Linked DNA regions of Mus musculus: region 1 is linked to region 2. A link is a contact called in public promoter capture Hi-C data. All regions are on one chromosome and are shown on one strand. The core of a region is the stretch at or near the end of the contact, and the rest is flanking DNA. Distances in the headings are between cores, read along the strand shown. Region 1 holds the start of Slc7a2 (solute carrier family 7 (cationic amino acid transporter, y+ system), member 2). Region 2 holds the start of Mtmr7 (myotubularin related protein 7).

The links. Capture Hi-C pulls out chosen DNA fragments and counts their contacts.
Region 1: a contact with region 2 is called in a promoter capture Hi-C map of pancreatic islet. The contact joins the promoter of Slc7a2 here to the promoter of Mtmr7 in region 2. A contact is called at or near these places in 13 of 39 promoter capture datasets (the 3T3-L1 cell line, 3T3-L1-derived adipocytes, the HPC-7 cell line and 8 more), 9 of 484 Hi-C or Micro-C datasets (cerebral cortex, cortical neurons, embryonic stem cells and 3 more), 13 of 115 datasets of contacts at active chromatin or transcription factors (a beta-TC-6 cell line, bone marrow-derived macrophages, craniofacial prominence and 6 more) and 4 of 9 other capture datasets (adipose tissue, embryonic stem cells, macrophages and 1 more).

The regions. Positions count from the first base shown.
Region 1 is chr8:40,860,991-40,863,690 of GRCm38.p6, reverse strand. Slc7a2 (solute carrier family 7 (cationic amino acid transporter, y+ system), member 2) reads right to left here and starts at 1,324. Exons shown (of 12, transcript NM_007514.3): 1 at 1,134-1,324.
Region 2 is chr8:40,633,442-40,636,141 of GRCm38.p6, reverse strand. Mtmr7 (myotubularin related protein 7) reads left to right here and starts at 1,350. Exons shown (of 14, transcript NM_001040699.1): 1 at 1,350-1,444. The coding sequence starts at 1,421.

The sequences.
Region 1 (2,700 bases), core at 75-2,574, 230 kb before region 2:
AGAAGAAAAGAAAGATCTAAGCGCACAAAAAGTATATATATAAATAAAATAGAACGTTCTCCAACAGTACAGCTCCTAGCCAGAGACAACAAAGTATTGCTCTTTACCAAGAATACAAATATTAATATGGAGGCAGAAAAGAAAAACACATTTCAAAAGCATGCCTCAGGCAAGAACGAAGTTTCAGGGCAGACACACTTAACTACACAGCCCAAGTCGTAGAGTCTGCTCCATTCTAGCGAAGAACGGACCCACATGGATCTAATACTGTAGTCCCAAGGAAGTCATTACCTAAATGGCGTTGAAGACAGTTTTTCATAGTTTAAAGTTTGTATTGGATTAACTCTACTTCTGGCATCTAGGCAGTTTTTAGTTTGAGAGTCATCTATGACTTTTATAGCACCTATTTCTTTGAAATAATTATAGGATTACCTTACACTGCACATATGGGACAACTGAAGGCGGTGCAGACTAGTCGAATCCACTATCTGAAACGAAGGTTTTAAGGTACTCAAGGCTGAAGACTTCGTGAAACGGTATTAAAAGGCACACAGAACAACTCAAGTGCTTAGTACTGCACTTATTTACTTTAAAACACCCATAGAGACTCCCCCAGGGGAGGTCATTTTACCTGACTTACCCAATCCACAGCAAGATGGGAAAAGGCTTCGTGGCGATCCAAGTCTTGTTCCAAATTTAAACCAAGAACCCCAAGGGAGTGAAAGACGACTTGGGGGACCACTCCTCCTGCAGGGTGTGGAGGCGGGCTACCCTTCCAGAGAGAGATACCCAGGGTCTCCCAGAACTCTAGTGACTAGGAACACTCGGGGAGTCCCAGTCCCTATGTCCAAGTTCTGCGACCCGCGTGGCCGTTGCGGGATCTGCACGCCTCGAGTGAGAGTCAGCCAGCGGCACCGGGGACCGACAAGAGGAGGAGGGTAGTAGCCCCGGGTGCAGGCCGGAGACCCAGGGTCCTGAGCGGCAGTCCCCGTCCCCAGTGCCCCCGACGCTCCGCTCAGCAGTCGCTGGAGCGAGGCCTCCGGGCAGCTGCAAGCAGCTGGACGCGGCCTGAACGCCCGCGCTCCACCGCTCGCTTCCCTTCGGGGGGCCCCCGCGCTCTACCCGCAACTTACTGGGGCAGTGCCCTGGCCGCGCGACGGGGACGGGAACAGGCACGGGCGAGCGAGAGGCTGCAGCGCTCTGCGGATTCCAAGCTCGCGAAGGTTGGACGAGCAGCAGCAGCAGCCTTTCCAGGTCCGCGCAGACAGAAGCTCCCGCCGCCGAGCTTGCAGAAGGCGGGCTGGGCACGTGGGCACCCCTCTGAGTAGAGGCGGAGGGGCGGGGCGGAGTGGGGCGGGGCAGCGAGGGGCGGGGGCCGTCCCGCCCCTCCCTCGTGCTCGCGACCCTCGCCTGGAGCGTTTGTCACGGCTCGGCGGGCGGGCGCGCAGAGACTCCAGGAAGGCGGTGTCTAACTCCAAGCTTCTGAAAGGTCAGGGTCAGGATCAGGGCGCGCGCGCACGTGGATTACACGCTTGCCCGCTGGGGTGGGTGGGCGTGGGTCGGAGACGCAGGGTTTGGCAGAGGGGAAATGCCCCTTTTCCTTGGCAGAACCCAATCTGGGGGTGGGGTGGGGGACATTTCTGAGGTTTCTTCTAAGCAGGATTCTTTTCCTCTTCTTCCCTCTCTCCCTCCCTCCCTCTTTCTCTCCCTCTCTCATTGAGAATTGGGAACATAAAAATAGTAGTATATGATCATAATAAACTAGAAGCCCAGATAGATGAGCTTTGTTAAAAAGTATCACGTTCTGTAATGAAATCAAAACTTGAAGATTCCAGACTCGTGAATAGGCAGGTCATAGTCATGGTTATTTGGAAGTGGGTTTTTAAAGAAACGGATACTTGGTATTTCATAGCCAGCAAAAACAGAAGTTACACAATCGAGGTTTTTCATTCTGTGCTATTTGCTTTAGAAGTCTCTGATAAGATTAAAGTCACAATGTGAAACTCTTGATTTTAACACAAAAATGAATCGGAGCCCTGGCACAGAATTGAATATCATTGTATGTTATTGTGGCTTGGTAGGAAGGGCTATCTTTTCTGGCTTCATATTGTGGTAAAAGGGCCTTTTATTCAATCCTACTAGTAAGACTAGCCAAGTGCTCATTCATGTGACGCAGTACCTAGGTTTAATGAGATCCTCTGATCGTTCTTCTTTAAAGTAGGACTTTCTAAGGAATTTTGCTGAATAACAAGGGGCTTGCTCCAGAAATGGCACATGTACACAATATCTGTTGCCATCTTCAGAGGTTGCGTATCCAGTGAAGTTGTCCATTGTTCTCCGGGATGAGTCCAGGTCTATAGAGCATAGCTACTGTGAGGGAACTGATAGAATACATGTAGTAATCAATTAAGACCATCAGCATTCACCTCTTACATTTTATCATGATTTCTCTATGCTAACTCCTTTTTTTTTTTGGTTCTTTTTTTTTTCTTTCCATTTTTTATTAGGTATTTAGCTCATTTACATTTCCAATGCTATACCAAAAGTCCCCCATACCCACCCACCCCCACTCCCCTACCCGCCCACTCCCCCTTTTTGGCCCTGGCGTTCCCCTGTTCTGGGGCATATAAAGTTTGTGTGTCCAATGGGCCTCTCTTTCCAGTGATGGCCGACTAGGCCATCTTTTGATACATATGCAGC
Region 2 (2,700 bases), core at 101-2,600:
CAGGAAATGATGTTTTCAGTCTATAAATAAGGATACTGGAGCTGGTTTGAATCGAGACCAGAAAGTACTACTGACTAAAGCGGGACTTTCTTTGACTACCCCTGATGTTCTTTACAAAAGGGAAAATTACACTTTGACTTATTCTTGTCATTTACAAGTGATGTTTTATAGCTTGTTCCAATCTACCCTCTCGGGTGGTAGGAGTATGAATATGGTCCAAAACGTGCAAAGGGGATGTGACAATTTTAAAATGAATTCGACATTAATGAAAACATATTTTGAAGGTTGCAATATGCCGGTATTGAACAGGAGATTAAAAAAAAAAACAAAATCAAAAACAATGTGTAAGGTCAAAGAATTTACAACAATGTCATAAACAAGGGCCAGGAAAACAACGAAACAAATACTACTCCAAGAACTGTTCTATGAAACTTCAGTATGGCAGAGGGTGTTTTTAGTCTCTGGATTCCCTTGGTGCCTTAAAGGGACCTCATAGTGGATACTTTGTGTCTCTAGCTGTCGTTTAGTTACAGCTAGGAAAAGACAGCCGATATGTACCTAACACAGGATCTGGGGTTTTCACATCTCTATCAAGATTCCATCAGTGAAGTCACATGGTTATGTGAGATGTCTGACTTGACAGCAACCTTAGTACTAGGGCACAAACAACATTGGTATTACTCTCACTTTCACCCCAAAGACTCTGCTGACTGAGCCTGTGCCAGAATACATCCAGAACCCAGTAGACTATGCATACTGCATCAGGGTGCAGTCATTTTTTCCCCCTACCACATTCTGAAGTTCCACCTATCTTCGGATGCTCTGGAAGGCAGCCAATGAGGGTATAAAGCTTCACAGATTCATTCGCATCTCTCCAAGAAACCACACCCAACACAAGGCCCTCTTTGTGCCTTAGGAAACAGTGGTGCCACAGTATTACCGTTTTATGCTGCCTGACTCTCTTTGGGTTTTGATTTTTCTTTTTTTAAAAAAAGAAAATATGGGGGGTATCTTTATGTCTCTTTTACTGTTCCAAGCTGCTGGACCCAAATGATCTTCCTGCCTCAGCCTCCTGAGTGGCTGGGATTACAGGCAAGCGCCACCGCAGCCAGCTTGAAGATCCCCATCTGGAAAAATACCTAGTGACTTGGGCAGTGAGAGCCTCCACCAGAGAGAGGGAGCGGAAAGGAGAGCAAAGTCCAAGGGTGAGACCCGCAGGTGCGAGCAGGCGCAGAGCCGCGATCTCAGGCCCGCGCAGGCGCCCAGCACCACCGGCGCACCTGGAGGAGGAGCCAAGGCCGGGACCCGCCCACGCCCGCGGCCGCCGAAGCCCCCTCCCCGCCCTTCCCATTGCGCCGCACGCGCGCGCGCAGGTGCGTGAGGCCGCGCCCGCCGGGGACCCTGCAGACGCGGGCCCGCCATGGAGCACATCCGCACGCCCAAGGTTGGTGGCCCGGGCGGAGGAGGCAGAGAAGGAGGAGGGATGCTAAGCGCACGGGGCTGCCCGGCCGGGAGCTGGACCGCGAACGAGGGAGGAGCTGGCGGCGCCCTAGCATCTCCCAGAGCACTGCGAGGCCGGTCTTTCTCTTGCTAGCTCACAGGCCTAGCTGGCGCTAATCTCTTGTCCTTGGGGGTGAGGTGGTGCGCAGTGGACGCAGGGGTGGGCAGGAGGGAATGGACCCCATTTGTCTGTTGAGTAACAGGGTGCTGATAAACGGTTTTTCTTTAAATATTTTCATTTAAAGAAGGTGCTGGTAGCTCTGAGCAGTTGAAAAGGAAGCAAGCTCTTGAATAGCAGGTGCAAAGAAAGTGCGTTATAGACAGATGGTTTGAATGAACTTGGAAGCTTGTTGAAGCTAAGGATTGGACTCACCCGAAGCATCCTTTCCCATTTTGGAGCTGCTAGGGACCTGCAGCTGAGCCTAGGATACATATTTGCCATGACTGAATGATGGCGTATTCTTCTCTTTCCCGTTTGTTTGGCCCCTTGGGAAGAAGATGCTGCGTATAGATTTCACCCGTGAGTGTGTGTTAAAACACACCGGCGTTTGCCGCTCAACAGAAATGATTATTTCCAGATTATACAGTTAATTAAGACTGGAAGCCTTAGCCATAGTACCAAACCTTGCCACTCTTTGTTGCAATATAATTTAGAATTAAAATAATGATAGAGATTCTTGTCTGATTTTAAAAACCTCTGGGAAGGAAGACCTTTTTAAAAATCCCGTTGTTTCTCTCTTAGTTACCACCACACAGTCTTTTCAGAATCATCTTATATTTAAAATCTAGGTCCCAGACAGACTTGGACTAAAATTATATCCGAGTGCACAGAAGTCATGTGATCCCAGGGCTATTATCATTTCATGGGAACGTATATTTAATTACTTTGCTCCTTATCCAGCAAGAATTTATCCCTACATTCAGAGATGGTTGCCCATACCTCTTAGTAAAAGCCTCATTAATATTGTGTTCATGGAAGAATTAGTCTTCTAGCCTGCTGGAGACCGTCAGTTCCAGCGGTGAGTTTCAGTTGTGTTGACGTTGCCCCATGGAATGAAACTGTTACTTTACAATCAGGAAGTTGTAAACTTAGGAGACAGTGCCATAAACCACAAGATCCGTGGCTCAGGGCTCTCAGGTCTTAAGTGGTACTAAATAATTTATTCAAGAGTGATGAGTTTAACCCATGATTCTCTTTGT